4 separate regions of the Ovis aries genome follow, and all the other regions are linked to region 1. A link is a contact called in public Hi-C data. All regions are on one chromosome and are shown on one strand. The core of a region is the stretch at or near the end of the contact, and the rest is flanking DNA. Distances in the headings are between cores, read along the strand shown. Region 1 has its middle 99 kb from the start of IRF2BP2. Region 2 holds the start of LOC105604916 (a long non-coding RNA gene). Region 3 has its middle 22 kb from the start of TARBP1. Region 4 overlaps LOC132658655 (a long non-coding RNA gene).

Region 1 (6,804 bases), core at 1,106-3,605:
CTGGAAACAGAGCACTTGCTTCTCTAAGAAGCTGAGGCTGGTGGTGTTACATAAAGCTTTCCTAGCAACTCAGGTTTATCAGAGAATGTGAGGCTGCAGTGGAAAAAAAAAAAAAAACAACAAGAAGGAGTTAATGCAAAACATGAGCCAACCCACTATCGCCGTTTGCTCTGAGGCCAGCCAGCCCATTTGTGGAAGTGATTTTAACCCATGACACCCCAGGACTCCAAGCTGGCTCCAAGATTCAGCCCAAGAATACAAGCTCAGAGCTGAAAGACACCTTCAAAGGGCCTCACGAAATGCAAAGCAGCTCTTTTCACCTCTGAACCAATGGTTTATAGTGTGTGTTAGTCGCTCAGTTGTGTCTGACTCTTTGCGACCCCGTGGACTTTAGCTCACCAGGCTCCTCTGTCCATGGAATTCTCCAAGCAAGAATACTGAAAGTGGGTAGCCATTCCCTTCTTAAGGGGATCTTCCCAACCCTAGGATCGAACCCTGGTCTCTTGTATTGGGCAGATTCTTTATCATCTAAGCCACCAGGGAAGCCCGATTGCTTACTGAAATTCACACAAGCACATCTTCTCTGCCCTTCTTGGGGCTGCTCCCAGTTTCTCTGGGCACCGCAGAAACAAAAGGGGGCAAAGTCATGCAATGAATCTCTGCCAAGCTAAATATGCCTAATGGCGCAGCTTTGCATCTGAAGTCAATGGGTGAGAGTCTCATTTCCGAACTCCTGGATCCAAAGTGATGCAGCGTAGGGTAGAATCCTTTTCTGCTGAGGGTTGCCCACTTCTGTGAGGTTTCTGAAAAGTGAATGTCTCATCAGTTGTTTTAAATCTCCCAGCACTGGGAGAGTAGGGGTGCTTGGGGGAGATCTGGGAGCTGAAACCACACAAAATCCCAGTGCAAAGTTGCAAGTCAAAGCCAATCACACTGATCATGGTCTGCTTACACGTGACAGCCCAAACTGCAGTGTTCTAGAGTGAGAGAGAACGATTCCCCGGTCAGGAGGATGAGTGTGACATGCTGGACTGGGCAGGGGGCATATGTCAAGAGGGAAGATGGCTGAGTTGGAATTCAAGGGGAACAAGGAAAGGCAGTTGGAGAGGCCTGGTTCCCTAGAGGACAGCCCTCGATAAATCTACCCAGGGACTGAAGTTTCCCTGTCTGTAATGCCATTGGACCCCAGCTCAGCGCCCACCTCCTTGACAGTCAGCGAGAGAACCCTCACTTCATTTGGGAAGGAAAAGGATGACTTTCTGAAATCCTAGAGCCTCCTATCCCTGTAATGACAGTCACCCAGCTGGAGGACTGTTTTTCTTTACAGAAATGTGATTGGCCCAAATCTAGAGGGTCCATATTCCCCAGGCTTTCTTTGCTGAATCAAATGCAAAGGGCTGAAAAAGGCAAAAGCTACATGTTGGCCTTGAAACAAACAAAGAAGCAAACCCCAAGACATCCTAGTTGGATCTGAACTTGAATTCACCTAGTAGAAGGTGAATTGTTATTTTAGATAGTCCTTGAGACACCACCAACAATCCAGAAATGAATTTGCACTGAGATTCCTCTTAAAAGATTTCATTAAAAGTGAAAAAAAAAACAAACAAACAAAAAAACAAATGGAGAACACCCAAGGAAGCCCACAGACCTGCCGGAAGAGGACAGAGGAGTCCAGCCCCAGCTCCTCGTGCCAATAGATCTGATTCTGCCTATTTAATCATCAAAAGAGGGGGAACCCTCTCCTCTGCAAAAGCCAGCCTGCCCCACCCACAGGTGGGGGAGCCTCCCTGCAGACCTAGGATGCTGGCGAGTGTCTGGTGGTAGGAAGTTGTCTGCACCCTGCCCCTGCGTGGCCATAATGAGCCCGTTTCAATTGAAATGAGATCAATACTACTCATTTTTTTCTTGCTGGCTCCCGAGTGATTCATGAATCTGAAAACTAGTTCATGAATCAGAGTTGGGGGGGGCAGGGCGGGGGCGGGGGAACATTTGTGCAGTCAGCGAACCTCGATTCCTTTCATGAACCCAGACATTAGTTGCATAACGCTTGCCTGCCTGCTGGTTGAAACCAGCCTTTTCGGAAGCAGCTTTTGGCTTCTACTTGTTCACCTATTCTCTTTCTTGAAAGGGAAAGAATGACCCTAGGTGCTGCTTGTGTGTGTGTCTGTCTCTCTCGGGGGGGTATCTCCATACCCTTTGTCTGTGTAGCCCTGTGGGTGTGTGTGCCTGTGGGTGTGCGCATGCAATAGTCTTTGTGTGCACATCGTGTGTTTGTGCGTGTGTGTGTGTGTGAACCAGCAATGTATGACTAGCCGCGGGCCCTTTAAACCTGAATGGCAGCCAAGTTCATTTCTCAGCGGTGCTTCGTAAGGAAGCACGAGATGGGGCAGTTGGAAACCACAGCCCTGCGAGTGCTGATTACAGCCTGCGAAGGAAAATGAGATTTTTATCTCACAGGAATTCAGTTATAAAAATAAAATACAACGTCTGGCTTGATTCAGCGAAATGGACAAGCGCCGGGGCGTGTGTGCATTTCACAGAGATGCCGGACAAGAGGCATGACCTCAAACAGTGCGCTTCGAGCAAGTCAGAGGAGGTTGGGGGGGCGGCTACAGGAAGGAAGTGGGAGTGGAGGTGTGTGTGTGAGAGAGAGATGGAGGGAGAGAGGGGGGTGGGAGGGGAGAGAGAGAAAAACCACCCTGCTGGCAAATGAGTGCAGCAAGGATGATGTCATTGGAAACAGTTGGAGGAGAGGGAAGAAAAACAACTCAGAGCTGGGCTAATCCTGTTTGCTGCCCTGAAGGGAATGGAAGGCAGCCAAGGCAGGGAGTTCTGGGAAAGCATATAAGGGTGCCAAACAGGCTTTGCCGCCAACATTAGGAACTGACAGCTTTGTTCTTTGTGACTTGGCTGCCCGCCAGAGGCCTCATTTCAGCTCTGCAGCATGATTACCCTGGACGGCCGCCAGCCCTGCGCTGAGAGCTCCTTTTCTTCTCCCCGAGCTTTTTTTTTTTTTTTTTTTCCCCTCCTTCCCTTTGCCAAACATGCAGCAGTCACCATGGCAGTCGAAAGTAAAGTTTAAAAAAAAACACAACAAAGTAGGGAGGCACGCCTTCACCCAGATGTGCCAAGAAGCAGAGAGAAAAGGCAGTTAACCTAGTCGTCGGGCCTCTGACTGCAGGAGAGAACACGGAGGCTGACTGTCAAGCCCCGGGGAGGCGACTCCAGGATAAACAGAGAGGACCTGGCCTGGCTGTTGACAGAGAGGGGCTGGCTCCCAGGCCCTGTTTGCCTTCTCTTTCTCTCTCCCTTTTCCTGAGGCATTGTGGAGTGCGTCATGTGAAACGGAAAATGTCATGATTTCCACTGGGAATGTGTCCACGGTTCTGAGAAAGCTCCAGAAACCCCGGTCCACCAGGCACTGAGGGGAGCAGGAAGGCGGGGAGAGGGTGTGGACGGTCACAGTGGCCCCCTAGTCACCGAGGCGAACCCGGGGTGGGCAGGTGGGCAGGTGGCCAGTGGCCACGGCTGAGGGGCTCTGCTGGTGGCTGTGCTGGGCGCCGGGGTGTTGCAGGGGAGGGCACTGGGGGATTTGGTGCATTTGGGACCCCAGCCCCCAGAGTCCCAGAGGGAACCCAAAAGCCACGGCTGATCCTTTGCGCCACTTGGAGGAAACCCACGGTTTTGCTTTACAAGGGGACTCTGTGATGAGTCCAGTGCCGCTATTTTTAACCGGGGTCATTTCCCACCTGCTTGGAAAGTGGAACATCTCCTGGGAGGCGACACATCGTGACCATCGGCAAGTCTCCAGGCAGAGAGCTGCCAGGTTACATACGAGTGGGACTTGGTTGCCAGCCACCACCCCCCGCCCTGCCCAGAGCAGAATCTGACATCCCCACCCCCAGATGCTGGGAAGGGCCTCTTCTGGTTCTAGAAGTTTCTGCCACAAGGAGCAACTTGGCCGTTTCCTGGCTCCTTTATTTGGAAGAAGGCAAGGCCACAGCAGGGGCTGCTCTCACGGGCCTGCGGAGACCTCACTGTGAAACAGCTGATCGTTTCCTTCCGATGCCCGCCCCATCCCAACTCCAGACCCTCTGAAAGAGGCATTCACTTTCAGGAGCACGCGTGACCACCTCCTAGGTCCAGGGATGGAAGCAAAGGTGTCTAGGAGGATACAGCCCAAGGTTGGGTGGGGAGAAGCTCCAGGAGGGTCCCATCATCCTTACTCCTCGCCTCCTGCTTTTACCAAGGCTTGGCTGTCTTTCTCCGGCAGCCACATAAGGCTCCCTGGGAGGTTGGGAGCTTTGTCTTTTGGCGGGAAGTTCCCAAGGTAGGGTGACTCGGGCTTCCTTAGAGGGCACTTACCCTCACCCATCTTTGTGGGCAGAAGTCCCACACCTGGCTGCAACCCTGGCCCCCAGCCCCCACACACCCTGTCACCCCTGAGGAGGACACAGCCACGGGAGAGCTAGAGTGGGGGTTGGCGGGGGGGGGGGTGCTCCTGTCCAAACAGCCCCCATGAGCTCGGGCTTCAAGAAGACAAGCAGACCCCAGGAGCACGGGAGCTGGAGGCCTGCAAGAGACACGTTTTCACTTCCAGTTGGAGACAGAGCAAAGGAAAGCTGATTGGGGGCCAGTTTCTTACAAATTAGAAAAGGAAGGGGCTGCTTGGATTTGAGAGCTGAATCTCAAATTCTGTGCCGTCCCCTGTTCTTAACTGGTGACTCAGAACTAGGCCCATTCCCTGATGGGAGGAAAGGCCATGGCGTTTGCAGCTGATGCCAGTCCCAGGCCTGGCGAGGCCCCGTCCCTGTGCTCTGAGATGTTGCGAATGATGGAAAACACTTCCTGATGGGTTTCTAAAAGCCACCCTGAGTCAGAGGGTTCCATGCCCATTTTGGTCCAAGATTGACCTCGTGTCACAGTATGTCTGAGCAAATGAAACCCCATGATCGCTGACCCCGAGGACTCAAGCCTGCCTCCTCGGGTGCTGCCTGGAAAGCCAGCCTCTAGCAGGGATGTCTGAACCTGCCCTTCCCATGCCAGACGACGGTAGAAATCTGACTTCCTGGGCCTAGTTTTTGGAGGTCTGGCCTTCTTGCCTACAGTCTGAAAGTAGAGAAGGACGAGGTTAGGAGGAACAGAGTATCTTCTGGGGAAAGCAGAGGGCTCCTGGACACCCCTCCAGTACCTCCAGTGGCCTATGGGTACCAGGCCCTGCAGAGGGAAGGGAATTCACTTCCCCTAGGGGCCTCCTCTTGTCGCAAGATCCATGGATTTGACCTAGCATGTATGAAACAGCAGAAAAACCATTACGCTCACTTACAGATTAATGTAGGTTTCCTATTGGGTTTGTCAGGCAGACAGAGACAGAGAATCCTAGGGGATTTTTTTTTTTTTTTTTTCCCCCTGAGAAACCAGGAGAAAGCAAAAGCAGATCTGCACAGTGGGGAGGGTGTGGAGGTGGGGATGAATGCATTTTTAGCAGCTGCAGAGGTCTAAAGCCAGGACAGTATTTGCAATCAGCTTACCTGCTCAAGTTCTCCTGTGATCTTTCAGTTCTGCTGCTAGTCTTTCCCCCTTGTTAAAGAAGCCCAATTTAATTTTTTGCTTCACTCGCATGGTAAACATAATCACATACAGACATTAAGCCTGCACTAGAAAAATCAATGTACAGAGAGATTCCGCCTTTGCCTTTGGTGGTATCAAGACTTTACAGCTATAAATAGAAAGCATTTAAAATATTTCTCTTTGTAGATAGACAAGTGAAACTCATCACCAGCTTTCTAGCTAGAGAGAAGCCTTTGTGTGTTTAGGGAAAGTCAAGGACCAGAAATTCAGATAAAGCTCTGATATGGAGTCCTGGGCCTGTTGGCTTGTTAAGTGAAAGATGCTAGGATGGTCTTCAGAATACAATGGTTGAACTTGAGATGCTGGCTCCAAAGTGCTGCTTTAATGAGCCACCTTCATAAATGTCCTTTTAGCTCCACCCAGTTGGATTTGGAGGCTGGCTCATACGGTAAAAAAATCTGCCTGAAATGTGGGAGACCCAGGTTTGATCCCTGGGTCAGGAAGATCTCCTTGAGAAGAGAAAGGCAACCCATTCCAGTACGCTTGCCTGGAGAATCCCATGGACAGAGGAGCTTGGCGGGCTACAGTTCGTGGGCAAACCCGACTGAGTGACTAACACTTTCAGAGGGGCTTGGAGAGCCTGAAGGCCGCTTCAGGTGAAGCTATTTCCAGAAGGAGGGGTTAGAAAGTTTGCCATTTGGAAAACCAGTGTTGAAGAGTTTTAGAGACTCGGGGGTTTGCGCTCATGTTTGGATTTGCATAAAACTTGCACGTTCCTGGTCCCCGCCATCGGAAGATGGATCAGAAGACACCCACATATGTGCATATCTGGGCCATCGTACTTCAGTTCTCGCCACACAGACACCCCTAGGGTTTGTCCACAGGTCCGTCATTTCTGCCCCGATAGCTTGTCCCACCTGCGCAGCGACACCTCCCACCACAAGAAGGAGGGAGGAGGAGCCCCACCAGCCTGGTGTGTGAGGCACACTCGTCCTGTGTGTGGCCCTTCCACCATCAGCCACAGGGATGTCTGCTGTCGTTCGACTGGCCGTTCAGGTTGACTGGCCAGGGCAGGGAAGCTCTCACTGTAGCAGCAGCACCTTTGACCTTAGTCTCTAGGGTCTTCTGCAGGCTCTGGAGCCATCTCCAAGGTGGGCCTGGAGTGACACCACGGGGACACACAAAGCCTTTCTGGGCCCTGGCTCCTTTCCCCCAAAACCCCAACCCAGAAGC
Region 2 (6,804 bases), core at 1,233-3,732, 240 kb after region 1:
AAATTAGAAGAACAGCACTTTGTACTGAAGTGATTGACCTCTTCCCAAGCAGGCTAACATACACCAGCATCCTTCCCGTAACTGCCCCCAGAGGTCTGTGATATTCCATGTGTCACACACAGTGGACACGCACGTGTGTGCAGGTACACAGAGGCAATACACACACCCACTCCGCATAGGCCCAGCGCTCCTGCAGGTCCACAGAACACAAACGCACACACAGTTCACACACACACAACACCCATGCACACATGCATAACCCAGAAAGTGGTTCTTGCTCTCAATGTAACCTTCGGCTCTTGGCGGTTCTCCTGAGCTCCCACTCTTGGCAGGATCACATTTCCCTATGACCTCAGTGACGTGACTGGGGCAGACTTACTGGGCTTATCAGAGAGAGAGAAAGAGAGAGGATGGGCAGAAAATTCTGATGTGCAATAATGCCAGGCAAATCATCAGGCCCACCCTAGAGGAATCACCAAGATGGGTTCATTTAGTAAGGATTGGCATACTCGACTGATAATTTGCTGGAACACTGGTGCATACCCTTCTTCCAAATGCTATGTCCTCTGAATTCACCGAAAAATAAAAGGAATTTGCCGGTTGTGTCCAACAACACAGGTAATACACATACAGGCATGTACACAAAGAGACATATATACCTACATACAAGCATACCAAGTGTTCACAAGGACTTTGGGAGGAATTGGGGTGTGGAGGTGGCTTCCCCCAAGTTGGCCTCTCTCCCCACTGCAGGCAAAGTACAGAAGTAGCCTTCTAAAAGTAGATTCATCCCACCAAACTGTCACACCCGAATCCCCTCCCGAGCACTCAGGGGATCAGAAGCCCCATCTGAAGTTTATTTCTAAAGCAGAATGTTTTTCACGCCAAGATAGCCCCACACATCCAGCCAACAGAATTGTTTGTGCGGCGGTCAGTTAGCCGTGTGACGCAGGAATGGCACCTGTTTTCATTTATTTCAGGACACAAGCAGGGGTCCTGGGAGCATCTGTCTCTCCAAGCCTCCCTCTCCTTATGAGAGGCTTTGGCTTCCAGAACAGCATAGCATTTACTCAAGGCTTAAAATTCCCAGAAGACTCAGGATATAGAGATGTTCCTGATGGTCTTTTTTCCAAATCATAAAATGTATTTGAAATCTGCTTGTTATCAATCTGGCCTCAAAGCTAATTGATCAAACATAGACCCACTGAAAAATCTGCAAGAATAGACCAGACAATTTTTTTTTTTTTAGCTTTGGGTTTTCAGGGAGGGATTTTTGGGAAGTGGGAGAGAAGTCACCCAGTTAAACTCCTGAAGAGCTGGGGCAAAATTCCCTTGTCAAGAACCAGTTTTTTTTTTTTTTAATGACAAAGTCACACAAGAGAGGAAATGAAAAGGGAAATTTTTAGACTTCTCATCCGTCCAGAAAGCCCCGGGCCTGTTTCAGAACCCTGTCAGGGTAACTGTCACCTGCGGTCACAGCACTGCAATCCCAAGAGGCCTTGCGTCACTGGCCATTATATCAATAAGGAACTACAATCACCAAACCACAAGCCAGCTTCTTTTCTGCGCCCACATGTTGCTTTAGAGGGTTTTTGAACAAGAGACTTTCCTGTTTTTGAAAGCCGTGAATCCACAGGTCTTACAGGTTACTCAAATGATCTTATCACTTGCAGCAACCACTGGCATGGATTTCAAAACTGCCTCCTCCAGCCCTGCCCTCCCCTCACTCCACAGACATCCACTTATTCACCAGCATTGGTACTTACAGGATCATGCTGCCAACTGCTGACACAGAAGAAAAACATAGTAGTTATACATTAAGCTGAACGGTTAGAGTATCTGTGCCAGGTCCTATCCAAACACCATTTATCCACTGACCAGAAGGAGGATAACCACCCTGAAGAAAACCCAACAATAACTGCTCTGCAGTCAGATCACTGATCCATAGTACAGCCATACTGTTTTTCATGCGAACACATACACACGGGGGCAAAGGTAGTGTCAGAAATCATCATGGTTCTTGGAAAAAGATTATATTCATCCCAGGGTGTGCAGCACGTCTACTGGAAAATGTTAACTACGTCCCAAACCACCAAATGAGGCTGCCGTCCAGATTGCTAGGAAATGAATGTAGAAAATCGTGGGGAGCGGGCTCCGAGCAACCTGGGTGAAAGATGTAAACTGGCCAATCTAAATCCTCCATGGTATGCAAGTCAGACTTGTTTTTCTCTGGAGCAAAGAGAAAGACTCAGATTACAGAGTGCACTATAGCGCGATGAGCTAAATCCACAAACAAATGTCTCTCTTTCCTGCTCAGCACGGCAGCTCAAGAGACAAGCGCCAAACCTAACAACTGCCCTTGATAGCCATCTCCTGGTTTAACTCCTACCCTGGCCGGGGGCCACTTGGCGTTGCTCAAGCAACGCCTGCAGAATCCATCCTGCACTACCTTGCTAGAGGCGTCCACCCTCTGGGCGCAGACCTGAAGTTACCAGAGAGCTTCCGGAAGGTGTTGCAAGTCCCTGCTCTCAGTAACTGTCCAATCAGAGCGAAGTATAAACCAGAAAAACTTTTATTCTGCAGCTACACCCAGTGACTCTAAGCTGACTCCACAGAATCCACATGGCAATAATGAATCTAGCAGACACTTATCTAACCTCACACTTCTCAGTCTTTTTGGGTTAGAATCAACACTTAGCTCATCAAAAAAACACACACTGTCCAAAAAGAACCCGCTCTCAGTTTGAGCATGCTGGTGTTTTGTTGATCTTCTTTTGTTTTTCTGCATTCCAATCAATCTGCTTGCGCTAAAATGTTGAGATAGACGCTGGAAAGCCAGAATGTTGTGATTTTTATGTTTGAGAGAGGATTCCTTCAAAATACCAAAAATCCTCTCTCTTGTGAAATGCTGAGTGTGAACAAGGAGATGAAGAAAACTGTCAGAAGTAAATCTCTCAACAATGATGACAGGTCTACTGTGGCCTAGCATGATGTATCCTCAGGGGAAAAAACAGTAAAAATCAAAGAATTCTGGAGACTTTCCACCCAGATCAAGAAGATATTTTTAATTATAATCCTCATTGGCAAGTAGTCTACTTCATTTTATGGAAAGCATCCTATTCTTCAAAAATGTTTTTAAAATAATCACTTTTTCTTTCGTCCTCTGGAAAACCCATGCTATAAAACAAACATAAACGTTGAACAGTTTTCCAATCCCTTCTGATAGTGGTAGTTTAGGACTCTTAGGCAAAGTGGGCTTCCCTGGTTCAGTTCAGTCAGTAAAGAATCTGCCTGCAATACAGAAGACCTAGGTTCTATCCTGGATTGGGAAGATGCCCTGGAGAAGGAAATGGCTACCTGGTCCAGTGTTCTTGCCTGGAGAATCCCATGGACAGAGGAGCCTGGCGGGCTACAGTCCATGGTGTCAAAAAGAGCCAGAAAGGACTGAGTGACTAGGCACAGGCCTAAACAGTCTTGCCTGACTTGGAACCTGCTGGACAATTACCCAACCAGCCTCTCACTTTGGCTGCGTGGACCACGGCTCTGTGTCCTCTCCCCAGGGGATAAACATTGCCCAATGAGGAAAATGTTGCCTCTCCCCTTTTACATCACCACTGACACCCCATCCTCAGGCAGGTGTCACCAGGCCCGCCTCCAGGACTGTATGTTCCCTACTATCCTGGGCTTTCGAGCTCAGATGCCAATGAGGGCACTAGGTAATGGGTATTTTTGACAAAGGACATTGCAGGAGGTCTTTCCACATCACTTATGGGAGTTCTCTATTTTGGGTCATCACCAATCCCCATTCACTCAGATCAACAAGGAAAATAACTCATACGAGCAAATGTAAGATGTCACCTTATAAGTGTGTCTATCCAAAGTTCCTCATGTTATAGAATGCTCACTCAGTTTCTTTATTTTAAATAACAAAATGCCCTTAAAGGCATTCAATCGATACAAGTTTAAGATGTTCATAGAGGTTGCCTAGAACAGTCGTGGGTGTTTTTGCTTTTTACAGTGTTTTTTAATTTTATTGGAGTATAATTGCTTTACAATGTTGTATTCGTTTCTGCTGTACAACAATATGAATCAGCTATAAGTATACATTTTATCCCCTCCCTCTTGAGCTTCCCTCCCAACTTCCCTTCATCACACCACTGTAGGTCATCACAGAGCACCAAGCTGAGCGCCCTGTGCTATACGGCAGCTTCCCGCTAGCTACCTATTTTCCACATGGTCATGTGTATATGTCAAGGCTACTTTCTCAGTTCGTCCCACCCTTTCCTTCCCCCGAATCCTGTGTCCACAGGTCCGAAGAACAGTTGTATTTTTTTAATCACAGTAAGGTAGGAGTTTTTGTAGTTATCCTTGAAGGTGTGACTCTAACTGCAAGTAACAATGTAAGCATGTTTTTTAAAGCTCATTTTTTATAAACTTATTATGAAAATTTGTAATCGAAAGAAGAGCATACAGTATGATGATATACTCTCTCTCCAGATTACTAATTACCCAGATTTTTTCCACATTTGCTTCACTGGTCCTTCTTCTTCTTTTTTTTTTTTTTTTTTTTTGTCTTTTATCTTTTTCTCTTTGCTGAATTGTCTCAAGGAAAATCCCAAACCTCACGTCATTTCACGCTTTGGTATCTGAGTATGCATCGTTAAAACGCATGAATATTATTTCCTAACCTAGGCACAACGCTGTTAAGATCTTTAATGGGTTAAGATCTTAACCCTGTTAAGATTTTTAAGCAGGACAAGAAGAAGTTACTTTAGGGATATCATAAATAGCATGTGGATATTAAGCTTGAGATAACATTTCCAGTGACTGCAAATACAAACTCAAAAATATGTGGGCAGAAGCAAGTTCTGGAAGATGGAGTGAGATCACTCAAAAGGGGGGCTCAAGTGATGACAAAGACAGGTGATGATGAAGAGTCTGGATAATGAGTTCAAAAGGGCAAGATTCTAAATACGTATATTTACACCTATAATTTTAAATAGGCATGTAATGAGACCAATAAATTAAATTTTATAACTAGAATTTTGACTATTCCACTTGCATCATTAAAAGTGTCCATATTCAACCCAGCCAAGAAAAGAGAAACAGACACGGGTGCACACACAGAAGACTTTTGTAACTTTTTCGTTGGGAAATGGGGTATTGCCTCATATTTGGAGTTGCATATATGGTGTCCTAAACCCATTGCCTGCCAGCCCTGCCAAGACTACTCTTCCTAAGGAAAGGATTCCTACTAGCCTCTACTAGACTCCAAGCACAGTGCCAAGCCCTGAATATATTGCCTGGAGAATCCCAGGGGCGGGGGAGCCGGGTGGGCTGCCGTCTATGGGGTCGCACAGAGTCGGACACGACTGAAGCGACTTAGCAGCAGCAGCAGCACTCCAAGGGCATCCTGCCAGCCCCATGTTTTCACTGGGAAGAAAACTGAAGCTTCAAGAAAGTGAGTTATTCTCCCAAGGAGAAAAAGATGGAACGTAGGCGTAGGCCTGACTTAGTTCTTTCTGCACCGCTACCTCATAAATTCTTTCTTTTCTCCCTTTCTCTAAGTAACCACTTTAGATCTGAGTTGAACCATGTGGCAATATCAAGATTTCTATTATATACTCAATGAAGGAAAACTGGGAGGCTGAGAGAAGGGTTCCCTGCCTGTGTGATTCACAGTATAGCCATCACTCCATTTTGTCATCGCTGAAATTGTTTCCGAATATAATAGTTGGTGGATAAACAATAGATGACACCACCAAATGGGCCTGTGAATTCCGCTAAGACAACAAAACCAGTCACGGCATTTGCAGAAAGGCTTGGCTTGTGGGTGACCAGATGCTCACAAGTATTTATCATCGTCTCTCTGAGCTCTCCTTGCTTTTTGCCCATTTAATCAGACATCTTCCCAACCAGGGCATCCTTACCGGCCCCACTCCTCAACTGTGGGGTGATCCCCAGCAAGTCATTTAACCTTTCTCCACTGAAGTTTATCATTAAAAGGCTATATTGGAAGACCATGGCTGAAACAGCCAAATAACATTAACCAATTAAGGTGAAAAGCACCATAGAAATGCTGTAGGGGCTAGGACTTAACTAGTCACATATGGTTTCATGTAAAGCACTCCAGTTCATCAGCTAACAGTAAAAGCATGCGGGAGTGAAATAGACTGGCTGGAAATGAACTGCAAATTGATAAACATTTAGTTGCTAATGCCCTGTTTATTATTTTTACTAGGATAAAAATTAACTTGCCCGGCCTTGGCCAGAAAACAGATTGAACTCTACCATCTGGGTATTGGAAACGGTATTTCTTTAGCCTCGGGTTTCATCCAGGTTACCGCTGCCAGCTCCGATTTTATTTGTCAATAGGCCCTGACTGTCCAGACAACAGAAATGGGGGAGGCTTCTGGGAAGCACAGTCAACGGAGCCAAAAGGGTGACTCTCTGGGGAAGCTTAGGACGTAGGGCCGCCCCCAACCATCCTTGGCGTCTCGCATTTCCCGAGAAAGAGGTTGCCACATGGCCCGTGAAACTGTCTTCCTCCAGCGAGACCAGCGCGGGCTGGAAGGCGCGGTCTAGGCGCAGAGAAGAGAGCACAGTTAGGAGCGAGCGCGGACGCGCGCCGGGTCGGAGGGCGCTTGCAGGGGGATGGGAGCGCGGGGGGAACGGGGGCGCGCAGGGGGGCGGGGGTCGGGGGCGCGCGGGGGAGACGGGGGCGCGCGCGGGGGCGGGCAGGGGCGCGCGGGGGGCGGGCTGGCGCGCCGGGCGGGGTCGGAGGATGCAGGCGGGGCGGGGGCG
Region 3 (6,804 bases), core at 1,456-3,955, 210 kb before region 1:
GAAATCCTGACCCCTCCTCCACCTCTAGTCTCTCAGAATGGGACTGTATTTGGAGATAGAATCTTTAAAGAGGTAATTAAAATGAGGCCATTAGGGTGGGCCCTAGTCCAATATGACTGGTATCCTTGTAAGAAAGGAGATTAGGACATAGACACATTCAGAGGGAAGACCACGTGAAAATACAGGGAGAAGATGGCCATCTACAAGTTAAGGAGAAGCTTCAAAAGAAATTTCAAGAGAATAAATTTCTGCAGTTTAAGCCACCCAGTTTGCGGTACTTTGTTATACAGCCGCAGCAGACTACCAGAAATGAATCACTTTTAAAATAAGCCTATCTAATCATGAGTCAAAGGAATAGGCTAGACCAATTTCCTGCTAAATTTGCTTTATCAAATGGATTATTTTCAAGATACAGTTGAAGGTGGAGATGGGGGGAAAATTTTGACCTCAAGTTTAGAAACTAAAAAAATCGTAGTTCTTTCTTAAATACTCCCTACAATGTCAATATGTCAACGTTCTTCAGATGTCCTACAATAATTCTTATTTTAATTCCAGAGTTTCTCAAACATGGAATGCCTTTTTTTAAAAAAATATATAGTTCTCTTATTTTGTAAATAAGTTCATTTGTATTATTTTTATTAGGTTTCACATATAAGTGATACCATATGATATTTGTCTCTGACTTACTTCACTTAGTATGATAATCTCTACGTTCACCCATATTGTTGCAAATGGTACTATTTCATTCTTGTTTAATGGGTGCATAGTATTCCATTGTATACATTAATATGTACTACATGTTTATCCATTCCTCCCTTGATGGACATTTAGGTTGCTTCTATGTCTTGGCTATTGTAGATAGTGCTGCAATGAATATTGGGGTGCATGTATCTCTGCAAATTAGGGTTCTTTCCAGATATATGCCCAGGAGTGGGATTGCCAGATGTTTAGTTTTTTAATGATCTAAATAGGCATTTCTCCAAAAAAGACATACAGATGGCCATAAAGCACATGAAAAGATGTTCAACACTGCTAATTATTAGAGAAATACAAATCAAAATTACAATGAGGTACCACCTCACACTCTTCAGAATGGCCAGCATCAAAAAGTCTACAAACAATAAACGCTGGAGAGGGTGTGGAGAAAAGGGAACCCTCCTACACTGTTTATGAGAAGATACAGTTCTGAAAAATAAAACCAGTATTCTTGGAACAGGCTTCGCAAACACTAGTGTGGGCAAAAAATGAAGCAGATACTCTGAGAATGTAGAGATGCCGTGAAGCAAGCCTTGGGAAATGTTGGATTCCGAAGGCTGGAGAAGAGAACCTAAGCATGCCCCAGGTAGTGGAAAGAAGGAGGCTCTTGTGCCCAGGTCTGTGCGATCATGACAGGGACAGGAGGACCCGGGGACATGAGACGCTGGATGTCCAGAGCTGAGTGCTTCCCAAGGATCGTTATCTCTGTTTCTAGGAGAATCTGAGACATCAAGCATCCAGTCGTAGAAGAACGAAGGGAATTTAGAACACCTGGCCCTTGGTGTCTTCCTTCGGGATCCCCTATGATCACTCCCAACAGAATTTAAAAGCCCACAGTATACTCCTTTAATGGGAATACCAGACCACCTTATCTGCCTCCTGAGAAACCTGTATGCAGGTCAAGAAGCAACAGTTAGAACTGGACACGGAACAACAGACTGGTTCAAAATTGGGAAAGGAGTACATCAAGGCTGTATACTGTCACCCTGCTTATTTAGCTTATATGCAGAGTACATCATGAGAAATGCTGGGCTGTAGGAAGCACAAGCTGGAATCAAGATTGCCAGGAGAAATATCAATAACCTCAGACATGCAGATGACACCACCCTTATGGCAGAAAGCGAAGAACTAAAGAGCCTCTTGATGAAAGTGAAAGAGGAGAGTGAAAAAGTTGGCTTAAAACTCAACATTAAGAAGACAAAGATCATGGCGTCCAGTCCCAGCACTTCATGGCAAATAGATGGGGAAACAATGGAAACAGTGAGAGACTTTATTTTCTTTGGCTCCAAAATCACTGCAGATGGTGATTGCAGCCATGAAATTAAAAGACACTTGCTCTTTGGAAGAAAAGCTCTGACCAACCTAGACAGCATATTAAAAAGCAGAGACATTACTTTGCCAACAAAGGGTCCTTTATTCAAAGCTATGGTTTTTCCAGTAGTCATGTATGGGTGTGAGAGCTGGACTATAAAGAAGGCTGAGTGTCAAAGAAACAATGCTTTTGAATTGTGGTGCTGGAGAAGACGCTTTAGAATCCCTCGAACTGCAAGGAGCTCAAATCAGTCAATCCTAAAGGAAACCAACCCTGAATATTCATTGGAAGGACTGATGCTGAAGCTGAAGCTCCAATACTTGGCCACCTCGTTAGAAAAGATCCTGCTGGTGGAAAAGATTGAAGGCAGAAGAAGAAGGGGACAACAGAGTACGAGATGGTTGGATGGTATCACCAACTCAATGGACATGAATTTGAGGAAGCGCTGGGAGATGGTAAAGGACAGGGAAGCCTGGCGTGCTGCAGTCCAAGGGGTCGCAAATAGTTGGACACGACTGAGCAACTGAACAAAATTGCTCCTTCCGTGAAATGACTGCAGATCAATGGTGTAAAAGCCCGGATGGTGCCCGCAATGTCACCTCCTGGCCACCAGATGGCGCGCGGCATCCACAGTGCACTTGCGCGGCCTCTGCCTGCCCCAGCGCTGGCCCGGGGCCCAGAGGAAATGTGTTTGTGTGTCTCCTCTTAGGGAGCGCCCTGCAACGTTTTTACACTTTAGAAAGCTCATCGGCAGAGGAGCATGTGAAACGGCACACGGCACAGCTGTGCTCTTCCTGTCCTGTCCCTGGCGGGGACACGTCAGCAGCATTTCCCCTTGTCTGTAGAATTTTGGAGCCTTCTTGCCCATTTGTTCTCAGAACTGGAGCTAGACGCGGGGAGGACTTTGCTTCCATTTTGAAACCCACAATCCTGCTGGGAAAGAAGAGGAAAAAAATATCCCAAGATTGTGTATGAGGGCAGGCACGTTGCTGGCGTGAAAACAAACTGCCAAAACTTTGTTACTCTGGTATTCTGTCAGCTAACACAGTGGGGTGGAAGATTTCGACGTCATCCCAGACCTCAGCCCCGAAGAGTTAATGATGTTACTCATGCCACTGGGGCCAGGAAGAAAGACTCGCATTTTTGGGTGGTTGCTGCTTGCCCAGAGCTGTGGAATGAGCTGTGAGGCTGAAGGCCAAGGGACTTGGGCCACCCATGCAGTGAAATAATCCCCCAGAAATGCGCTGCCTGGAGTGGAAATGAACAGTCATTCCAGGGCATTTACTAAATATTACGGACAGTCATTCAGGCTACAGTTGGTTGGACTCTCAACACTGCAAATCTCACATTTGGGATACATTACGCAGATACCAGGAAATAATCGAAATCAAACAATGGTCAAGTTCTGGGTCATAAGCAGTGAGGCCTCTTCTTATTTTCTGTTCCAATAGCAATGTATAATTAATAACCTAGTTTTTGACTGGAAGGAATATTTCAATACATGGGTGATGCTTTCAGAAGGGCCTCAGCGAGTCACTTTTTATTTCCTTCTTTCTTTGTCTTTCTGAAGTAGGGCCCTGGAAGGGAAGACAAAGGCAATATTCAAATATGACCTACATTTTTGACCCAATCAGAAACTTGTGTGAATCAAGACAAGCAAAACCTTGGCACCTACTCTTTGTCTGGCACCCTGTCCCATGTCTGAAAAGTACTTTATTATTTCATCTTCCTGACAACGACTTAGTATTTGGCATTGCCTCAGGTTTTCAGATGAGAAATCTGGGCTCAGAGAGGTTAAGTAGCTCGCCAGAAGTCACACAGCCAGTAAATGTGAGAGCTAGAAAATAGACACAGGTATTTTGGACTTGAAGGCCTGGGTTTGTTCTCCTTTGTCAAGGCATTTCATTGACTCACAGAACCTTTGAGTTGGGAGAAGTTTGGGAGGTCATTTAGATAAACCCTCTAAATCATGCAATAATCCCTTCCCCACTGTTCACTATAATTGTAAATGTAAATGTGCCTGGAATCAAAAGCTGAAGCTTAGAAAGAAAGAAGAGCAAGACTTCAGAATGCAGACAGAGGGCCTAAATAAATGAAATAGATTTTGTTTCAATTTTATTTAAATATTTTTAAAAATGGATAATACACACAAGTGGGATGGTCATAATATTCTCACGTGCCTCTGTGCTATAACTAAAAATGATGCAGAGGAATGCTACTATCTCAGAACACCTTTCTGAACCAGAAAGCTAACTTTCTGGTAAAAAGCTCCCCCTCTGTACTGGAGACAGGTAACTGCAGGCATGAGGGTAGGGGACTGGCCTCAGGCCACAGAGCAAGCCGGTGGCAGAGCTAGAAATAGAACTGATGGCTGTGTGTCCTAGCTCTGCCCTGCCACCTCACACTTAGTCCCTTGTCATGACCAGCCCTGTGTGAATTTGGTAAGGAAACCCAACACTGGGTTTCGGTTTTCATTACACACCGGAAACTTGGCCTGAGATCACTAAAAAGTTCACTGTGGTTTGTGAACCTTTCAAACAGATGGAGCCAGGTTTCTGCCATGCGCCTGCCCCCGCCAATGCCAGGGGGGGATTTATGGGGCTGAGCGGGAACCAGGTACAATTCCATAGCCTCAGCAGTGCCGTGTCCCAGGTACGGGCGGCCTGGGGTGACACTGCAGGCCAGGAGCCTCTGCAAATCACAGCTGCTACAGTTTCTCTCCACTCCAGCTGGGGAGAGAGAGAAAAGGAGGGAATGATTTAGGAGGTGTGCATATTCATTTGCAAACAAAGTTATGGAAGTCGCTAGTGAGATTTATATTGGTAATTAAGTGATAATGGCTGTGTAAAGCTGCTTGAGTTGGATTCCTGGAAAAAACTGGAGGGACTGAGGCTCTTTTGAGAAATGTCTTATTGTTTAGCATTTTCAGAAACAATTTGGGTTTCTATAGTACTTAAAAAAAAAATTATTGAACGTTGCTTTACAAGATTGTGTTAGCTTCTGCTCTACAGCACAGTGAGTCACCTATACGTGTGCATATATCCCCTCTCTCTTGGACTTCCTTCCTGTTTAGGTCCTCACAGAGCACTGAGTAGAGTTCCCTGTGCTACGCAGTAGATGCTCATTAGCCATCTATTTTATGCATGCATGCTTAGTCCCTCAGTCGTGTTCAGCTCTTTGAGACTGCTGGACTATATCCTGCCAGGCTCCTCTGTCCGTGGGATTCTCCAGGCAAGGATACTGGAAGGGGTAGCCATTCCCCTCTCCAGGGGATCTTCCTCATCCAGATATCAAACCCGGATCTCCTGCGTTGCAGGCGGCTTCTTCACCACTGAGCCACCAGGGAAGCCCACCTATCTTACGCGTACTATCAACTGTGCCTATATGTCAACCCCAATCTCCTACTTCGTCCCACCCTACCTCTTGCCCCTTGGTGTCCATAGGTTTGCTTTCTATGTCTGTGTCTCTGTGTCTGCTTTGTAAATAAGATCGTCTATATCATTTTTACAGATTCCACATATATATATGTTAATATGCAGTATTTGTTTTTCTCTTTCTGACTTCTTCAATTTGTATGACAGTCTCTAGGCCCATCTGTGTCACTACAAATGAACTAATTTCATTCCTTTTTGTGGTTGAATAATATTTCATTGTTTATTTGTACCATATCTTCTTTATCCCTTCCTCTGTTGATGGATATTTAGGATGTTTCTGTGGCCTGGTTATTGTAAATAATGCTGCAATGAACACTGGGGTGCAAGTGTGACCTCACTACCTGGGGTTTATTATACTCATATAGTATTTTATAGCCACTAACTAGTAACTCCTCAAAACACCCTTGTGAGGCAGGCCACTGGGCCAGCCTATATTGGCAGATCCCAGGGATGGGCTATCTGTACGTGAGGCCTGGATTAGTTCCACTTACTCCTGTCCCAGGCCAGGGAAGGAAGGTCGAGAAGATGTCCTTCAAGTGACATGGCCAAGTAGGGAACGTCTTGTTTTGGTTTAAATCACGAAGACCCTCTGTACAACCAGCTTGAAATTATCCAGTTTGATTGAGGGAATTAGGAGAACTCTGAAGAAACTAGGTTCCAAGACCATGCAAAGACCTTGCAAGAATTCAAGTTCAAACGACTATGGAAGACAGAAATGATTCTCTTCCCTTGCTGGCTGGCAATGGTGGCCTGAATATCCACGAGGCCGGGGATGGGGAATAAAGGAAAGTATTCTCTAAATATTCTCCAAAATATTAAATATATCATCAAATATATATAAATACATATGACATATACTTTTGTATATTATAATTATGTTTTAATTATATATTATGAGATATATACATACAATGTATTATGAGATATATGATATGTGTTATAAATTTGTGTATATAATTTGTCAATATAAATTATATGTAGAGAGACGTTCTCTTGTGAGAACACGTGTGCTCTGTAATGAGTTAGATCTCTTTCAGAAAACTGGACTGAGGTGTTCTTATTTTTCTTCTTTCCCTTAATGGTGGAAGTCTAAATAAATATTCAGTTCCGAGACTAAGAGTGGAAGAAACAGTCCCTACTTATGCTGGTTTAACTTAATGATTTTCCACCTTCATGACAGTTCAAAAGCAACATGCAGGGCTTCCCTGGTGGTGCAGTGGTTAAGACTCCACAGTTCTATTGCAGGGAGCACGGGTTCAATACCTGCTCCGGGAACTAAGATCCTGAAAACTGAGCAGTACA
Region 4 (6,804 bases), core at 2,775-5,274, 130 kb after region 1:
GGGCGACTGCTCTCATGTTTGGTTTAGTTATCTGCGTTTCTCTCCCAGCGCCAGGGACTGCCGCCTGTCACCCCCACTTTAAACATTTTTCCAGCCAGAAGGGCGCCCCAGCCACAGCTTTGCGGAAGAGTGAGAGCTGGCCGGGCGCTGCAAGATGAGACGGCACATCTGACGCACATGGAAAGAAAAAAGCAAACTGGAGTCTCCAAAGCCGCCTGTCCCTGCGGGCTGAGCACTCACAGCTTCTCCCCTTTGATGCCTCTGATTTTCTGAGCTCTGGAAGCACAACATGTTGGAAGTAAGCAGAGCAGCTGCCCCAGGAAAGAATACGCTCGTTCCGGTATTTCGGACTTCAAGGAAAAGCGCTGAAGGGTGTGGGGCTCTGGGAGGGAACAGACGCCAGTGTCTCCACAAAATGTCCTGTTCCCACCAGCCTGAGCTCCGTTCACATCAACCAGCTGATTTGGTTTGGGGAGGCTCCAGTTCCCCGACTGCTCCAGTTCCCGGACTAGGGAGAATGCATTTGTTCTGCTACTGATGGGTGGCATGGATTATATCACCCGCCTGGTGCTGCCCGGGTCAAGTGATGACCTGGCCTGAAGTGGGGGATACAGAGGGATTCTAGAGACAAGACGGGGGAGCTGGACTTCCGCTGCCCTAGGCATTAAGCGGGGCCACGCCCCCTGACCGCCTCCCCTACCGCGCTGCCAAAGCCCAAGATCCCTCCAGATCTAAACTCACAGTGCCAGTTTCTGCAAGGGCACTTTTTTCCCCCCTAACTAAAACCTGCAGAAGAAAGGATGACTCAGGCCTGGTTCACAAGCTCAGTGGCTGAGAAAACCATCTCGGGTCCCCTGGAGCGGAAGACTCATCCACTCTTCAGAGGCGACAGGGCACTGCAGTGTGTTTTTTCTGCTTCCCACAAAAGTGCTAAAGGAATAGGGCAACCCATCAGTCAAGGAGAACATGCCACTGCCATCTGGAGAAACCAGACCACACATGGAGAGGTCCTGGGCCAACCAGCAGAGGACAGGACCTTCCTCCATCCAGTCCGGTGATATTACCTGACGAAGAAGTAGCATACAGCAGCCTCCAAAGGACTTCTCAGAGCATGGTCCATGGTCCAGGAAACTGCACCTCTCCAGGAGAAGTCCTGGTCCTCCCACCCTCACTCCTAGTCCTAGGATGCATAGCTCGGTTCCACCCCAGGCACCATGACAGGTCTTAGGCAGCCATGACATCCTTCTTCGTGACATCCTTGCCCGGAAGTCCCTCCCACCGCCACAGACGCTGGACCCTGATAGGGCCCTGGATCCCTCTGGCACAAGAGGGCCCACAGATGTACCATGCACCAATGGGCCCTTGCCCTTCAGAGTCATAGGCCTAAGCTCCTCTATCCATTCCTCCCTTGACATGATTTTAAAGCCCTTTATCAACATTGGGGGCTTCCCAGGTGGCTCAGTGGGTAAAGAAGCCACTTGCATTGCAGGAGATGCAGGAATCAAGGATTCGCTCCTTGGGTTGGGAAGATCCCCTGGAGGAGGGCATGGCAACCCACTGCAGTATTCTTGCCTGGAAAATCCCATGGACAGAGGAGCCCGATGGGCTACAGTCCATAGAGCCACAAAGAGTCGGACACGACTGAAGCGGCTGAGCACATACACGTGCACGCCAAGCTTGACGTTCACCCCATGCTCCTGCTCCAGTTTGCCCAAGTCCCTCTGAAAGCATGAGCCCCACATTGCAACCCCCTCCCCAGGTTTCTCTGAGCAGAGCAGAGGACATGGAGCCATTCTCTCTCAGTTGTTCATTTGCTTAACCTGTATCTATCCAATGCCTCCTACATGCCAAGACTCTTCCAGGAGCCCTTAATAATGTAGTCTACAATGGGGAATCTCATCAGAAGGAAATTCTAGAGCTACAGCTGACATTTGTTTGATCAAAACCATGTGGCCTCTACACATCTCTATTCCCATATCCCTGTGGGTTTGTCTTGCGACAGCACACTAGGTATCAAGTATGTGTCAAGGGATACACAGCCTGTCCAGCAAAGGCGCAGAGACTTCTGTCTCATTTCCAAATAATGGGGCCAGCACTCAGTTCTGCAACAAAGCAAGGAATACCACAAGGAAGGTGCAAAGGTCACACCCAGCTCAACTTATCCTCATCCATGTTTTCCCCATCTATTGAAGTGCTTGTGCTGAATAGAGAGACAGAGGGAGAATTTGCGGTGCGATGCTGGGTGCGTTCACGTGTACTGTCCTTCAACTGAACTCCTGGGCACAGGAGACATTGAAAGAAGGGAATGAGCAACATTTGAGATTGTAATACTGCCGAAAAGACCAGGGTTTGGTAGCTGAGTCAGTGTTCTTTGACTTGCGGGAGGGGATTACCCCTCCTTTTCATCAGGAAGCATTGGACCACAGAGAAGGTGGTCAACACCAGGAAGACAGACCTCCGTGTGGCAGCAGCTAATCTCAGGGTCACATCAAAGCCAGCCCACAACAGCAGGACAGGAACCCAGTGGATCAGCAGAGCCCCAGCCAGAACAGGAAAGGATTCCAGAGTGACAGCTAGCGTGCAAAGCTATGTCCCACCAAGGAGAATCTTTGAGGTCACTCCAGACACTTAACTTCCAGAGAAAGGGAGGGCTTGGGCTCTGGAAGTTGTGCAGGTAGAACTCCAAACCAGAGATGCTACTGTTGGGAGTCCACCATCACCCACTGGTCCTAGACAGCTGTGAGCTGAGCACCCATGAGTCACTACAGCCACCATCCAAGTCAGCAGATCCAGAAGCAGCAGTATAAGGCTGATCTGGGGTGGCTGTGCTTTCCTTATCTGCAAACAGGAAAAAAAGGTTAAAACCAACTGTTTCCATGCCCAAAACTAGCTCAAATTTGGCCATATCAATTCTGCTAAACATTTCAAGGAGTCATACAAAATTCTTCACACTACTTAAACATTTTATTCTAATCCACTTAAATTTTAAAATAGTGTGTCGTGATGGAAACTTAGAGTGTAAGTGTCTGGGTTCAAATTCCAGCTCTGCCATTGCCTAGCTGTGTGAGTATGGTCAAGCTACTGAACCTTGAGTTTTTTGACCACGTAAACAAGACAATAAAATAACAAAGATGTATGCTCGAATTTCACTCATCTTTGAATACTGTGATTTTGTCTAATGAAATAACTTTTTAATATCGGCAGAATTTTCTATCTTAAAAAATTCTTTGTGCCATTCACAGTGGAATGGATACATGCCATACCCTGTTAAATTTAATCTGCATTGTTAACATATTCTCTAGCATATTCTTTTTTAAACCAAAGTAGAGTTGACTTACAGTGTTGTGTTAGTTTCTGTTAAACAGCAAAGTGATTCAGTTACACACTTTTACTCACTCCCTGGTGGCTCAGATGGTAAAGAATTTGCCTGCAATGCAGGAGACTGGGGTTCAGTCCCTGAGTGGGGAAGATACCCTTGCGGAGGAAATGGCAGCCCACTCCAGTATCCTTGCCTGAAGAATTCCACAGACAGAGGAGCCTGGGGAGCTACACTTCATGGGGTCACAAAGAGTCGGACACGACTGAGCAAGTAACACACATATGTACTCTTTCCCAGTACGGTTTATCATAGGACATTAAATATAGTTCTTTGTGCTGTACAATAGGATCTTGCTGTTTATTCACTCTATACATGAAGGCTTACTCCTAACCCCAACCTCCCACTCCATCCGCCCCTCAACCCCTGACCCCCACACCCTGGCGACCATCAGTCTGTTCTCTGTATCTGAGATTCTGTTTCTGTTTCATAGATAAGTTCCTTTATGTGATATTGTAGCTTCCACATATACGTGGTATCATATGGTATTTGTCTTTCTCTTTCTGACTTACTTAGTATGATCACCTCTGGTTGCATTCCATCACATTCTTAAGCTTAGTCACTGAGAAATACAGTAAAGCTTTGCTTTGTAGTGGTTAAAAAAAAAAGATGATGACACTCAGCTCACATGTGAACACATTCATGAGCAGTCTGCAATCCATAAATGTTTGTGTAGTCATGAGTTATTCCTATCACAGTGAGAGTTACATGACCCACACATACTGGGGGGCTGAAGTGCCAATGAAAGTGGTCTCTAGTGATTAGAACCTGACCCTCAGAGGTCAGCCTAGCACAGGAACTACTTAGCTATGGGGCTCGTGGGCAGAGAGGGCAGAAGGGGACCTCAGGCACCATTCAGTCCAAATACCACCCCCGCCCCCCCGGGACACTGGGACCCAGAGCGCTCAAAATTACATGACTAAGAGGCCCAACCTCTCCATCTGTTCGCCATTTCCTGGTCTGGCCTTCAGAAGGGAGGCCAGTGAATAGACAAACGGGACTTGCTCACTGCCCAGCCTGCTGCCGTTTCTCCCTTGGAGGAAGACAGTATCTTGTCATTTCTGGCACTTTGCAGAAATTCTTAAAACTGAATCCCGCTGCAGACAGCCCAGCACCCTGAAGGCATCCTTCCTGCCGAGCCCCTCTCTATAACTGTACCCAGACTGGCTGCCCAGAGGCTGATCGAGCAGCACCTGCCCGTCTGCATCACCCCACCTTGGCCTTTCTGCAGCATGTGACCTTCACCCTGGCGCCACCAGCACCGCGGCTTATTCCTTCCTCTGGCCCTCTTCCCACTCTGCTCTTTCTTTTGTCAGCCTTGAACCCCATAAATACTCCCTGTGCATCTCCTCAATGCTTTATGCTTTCGCCTTCTCTCTCTCCCTTCCCAAGAGCTGAGAACCCCTCTCATGTCAGCAGCCAACTCCCAAATCTACATCGCCACCCCTGACCCAGCTCACGAGTGGCCCTCAGCAACCACATCCTCCTGCTGTCCAAAAACCCATACACCCTCCTCCCTCCAGCCAGCTCCTCCCATGCTGGTGGTGACACCTCAAAGTCACCCTGGCCCTCTCCTGCCCCTTCACCCCACATCCTACGAGCCCCCAAGGTCCTGCCGGTCCCTCCTTCCTAATGGCCCTCGTATATATTGATTTCTTTCCATTCCCACTGTCAGGAAAGAGCCTCCAAAAATACATCTTGCCCATTGTCTTTGCCTCTTGGGAAACATTTGGAAACTCTCCACTCAAGGGTATATCATTCTGGACTTGGTCAAAATCTGTGAGCCTGGCTTTCTGACACCCCTCTGATCACCCCTGAGATGCTTTTCCACACTCACCTACTCCTTCCTGAACCCTTCACCTTAGCTCCACTGTTTGTTCACTTGTGGGTCTGAGCATGTTTTGTAAATGACTGTTTATTCCTCTCCCTTCCCTGGTGGTTCAGATGGTAAAGAATCTGCCGGCAATGGGAAGGGGGATCTGGGTTCGATCCCTGAGTTGGGAAGATCCCCTGGAGAAGGGAACGGCTACCCACTCCAATATTCTGCCCTGGAGAATTCCACAGACTATATAGTCCATGGGGTCGCAAAGAATCAGACACGACTGAGTGACTTTCACTTTCCTTTCACTTTCACGGCAATCTCCTTGTTTCAGGTACTGTTTGAACTGTTTTACATCTACCAACATGTGTTATCTGCACAATGATCCCGGGAAATGCACACTGTCATCACCTAACCTTACAGAGGAGGAAACTGAGACACAGAGAGGTTAAGTAAGTTTCCCAAGGCCACAGAGCCAGCGAGTGGTGGAATCAACATTGACCCCTGTGCCATCTGGCTCTGGGGTCACTGAACTCAGAGACTCACATTGACAAACAAATCTGTTTGTGCAGAAGAGTTCCCAGACCCCTCAGTATTTTAGCATTAAGCAAGATTGGCACGGAGTTACATGGATTTTGGAGTGTCATTCCTGGAGGAAAGAAAGTTTTCCCACTGACCTTCAGGCATGGGAGAGGATGATGAAACAGTAAGTCATCCTGCCATTAACATTAAGTTCAATCACCCCTAATGGAATGTCACCTCCAAGATAGCCATTAAAGCCACCTGCCTCCCGGGCTGATGAAGTTCGGCATATATCACTATTACCTGTCCCTCTAACTGCGACCATGTCCCACGTCCAGGGAGTGGGAAGGCCTGTGGGGACACTGAGGGACACTCAGATCCACCTTGCAGGTGTCGCCAGAGGAGACAGGGCAGCTGCCCTAGCTCATGATGGAGACGCTTGTATTTCAGTGCGGTGGAGACTTGATGGAAGGTGAAACCCGACATAACACACGCAGGCTTTGACCTGCTCAAGGTGAAATGAGGCCCCAGCACAGAGTGGCCTTGCCTGGTCACTGAGCAGCATCCCAGACCCTGCCACTCAGAGCTGCTGGACAGCAGTGCTCTTCTGCAGGGCACAGGGCTCTTGGCCAGGGTCTAGCTCCCTCCCGGGTCCCCTGGGCCCTCAAGGAGCGCCCACTCTGCCTCAGACCCTAAGCCTCTAACATTTTTGGCACCAAAAGTCTTCACAGGCACCATGAGATTGAGACTGGCGGGGACCTGGGACCCTTTGCTGCAGTGCTGCTATGCTTGCACGGGACACACCTCTCCTTGAGCAACAGATACAAAGAAACTGTATGGGACTAAAAATAACTGCGGGCAGGTACAATTGGGGCAAATTCTGCATCCAAAAGATACAAAGAGACCAAAAATCCCAACTGCCAGTTTTGAAGAGCCTGAAGAGCAAGAACAGGTTGTCGGGAGCAAAAGCAGGGTACGCATGCCCCCTGCACACAGCACCACCCAAGTGGTGGGCAAACCACCTAATCCAGCCCAACCCCTGGGCACACCCTTACCCTCATCCCATATACAGAACAAGCTCTCCCGC

The links. A called contact is a pair of places that touch in the nucleus more often than the background predicts.
Region 2: a Hi-C map of liver shows a contact between it and region 1, with 11 times the contacts expected there. The contact joins two enhancer-like sites. A contact is called at or near these places in 8 of 16 Hi-C or Micro-C datasets (hypothalamus, liver, mixed tissues and 4 more).
Region 3: a Hi-C map of hypothalamus shows a contact between it and region 1, with 5 times the contacts expected there. The contact joins two enhancer-like sites. A contact is called at or near these places in 9 of 16 Hi-C or Micro-C datasets (blood, hypothalamus, liver and 4 more).
Region 4: a Hi-C map of liver shows a contact between it and region 1, with 2.9 times the contacts expected there. The contact joins two enhancer-like sites. A contact is called at or near these places in 3 of 16 Hi-C or Micro-C datasets (liver and skin fibroblasts).

What each region holds. Positions count from the first base shown.
Region 1 is chr25:6,881,131-6,887,934 of ARS-UI_Ramb_v3.0, forward strand. No RefSeq gene overlaps it. Among named protein-coding and RNA genes, the nearest start is that of IRF2BP2, 99 kb to the left of the region's middle. Within about 2 kb of position 2,356, at least 48 of the 54 cell types and tissues checked have an H3K27ac peak or open chromatin away from gene starts, as enhancers often do. A contact at or near this core is called in hypothalamus, liver, muscle and 1 more, where this site is marked.
Region 2 is chr25:7,118,064-7,124,867 of ARS-UI_Ramb_v3.0, forward strand. LOC121817959 (a long non-coding RNA gene) reads right to left here. Exons shown (of 2, transcript XR_006058042.2): 2 at 6,341-6,581. It overlaps LOC105604916 (a long non-coding RNA gene), which reads left to right and starts at 6,486. Exons shown (of 4, transcript XR_009598567.1): 1 at 6,486-6,604. Within about 2 kb of position 2,483, at least 33 of the 54 cell types and tissues checked have an H3K27ac peak or open chromatin away from gene starts, as enhancers often do. A contact at or near this core is called in liver, muscle and tail adipose tissue, where this site is marked.
Region 3 is chr25:6,671,011-6,677,814 of ARS-UI_Ramb_v3.0, forward strand. No RefSeq gene overlaps it. Among named protein-coding and RNA genes, the nearest start is that of TARBP1, 22 kb to the left of the region's middle. Within about 2 kb of position 2,706, at least 49 of the 54 cell types and tissues checked have an H3K27ac peak or open chromatin away from gene starts, as enhancers often do. A contact at or near this core is called in hypothalamus, liver, muscle and 1 more, where this site is marked.
Region 4 is chr25:7,013,252-7,020,055 of ARS-UI_Ramb_v3.0, forward strand. The region is part of intron 1 of LOC132658655 (a long non-coding RNA gene); the gene reads right to left. Among named protein-coding and RNA genes, the nearest start is that of TRNAR-CCU, 200 kb to the right of the region's middle. Within about 2 kb of position 4,025, at least 3 of the 54 cell types and tissues checked have an H3K27ac peak or open chromatin away from gene starts, as enhancers often do. A contact at or near this core is called in liver, where this site is marked.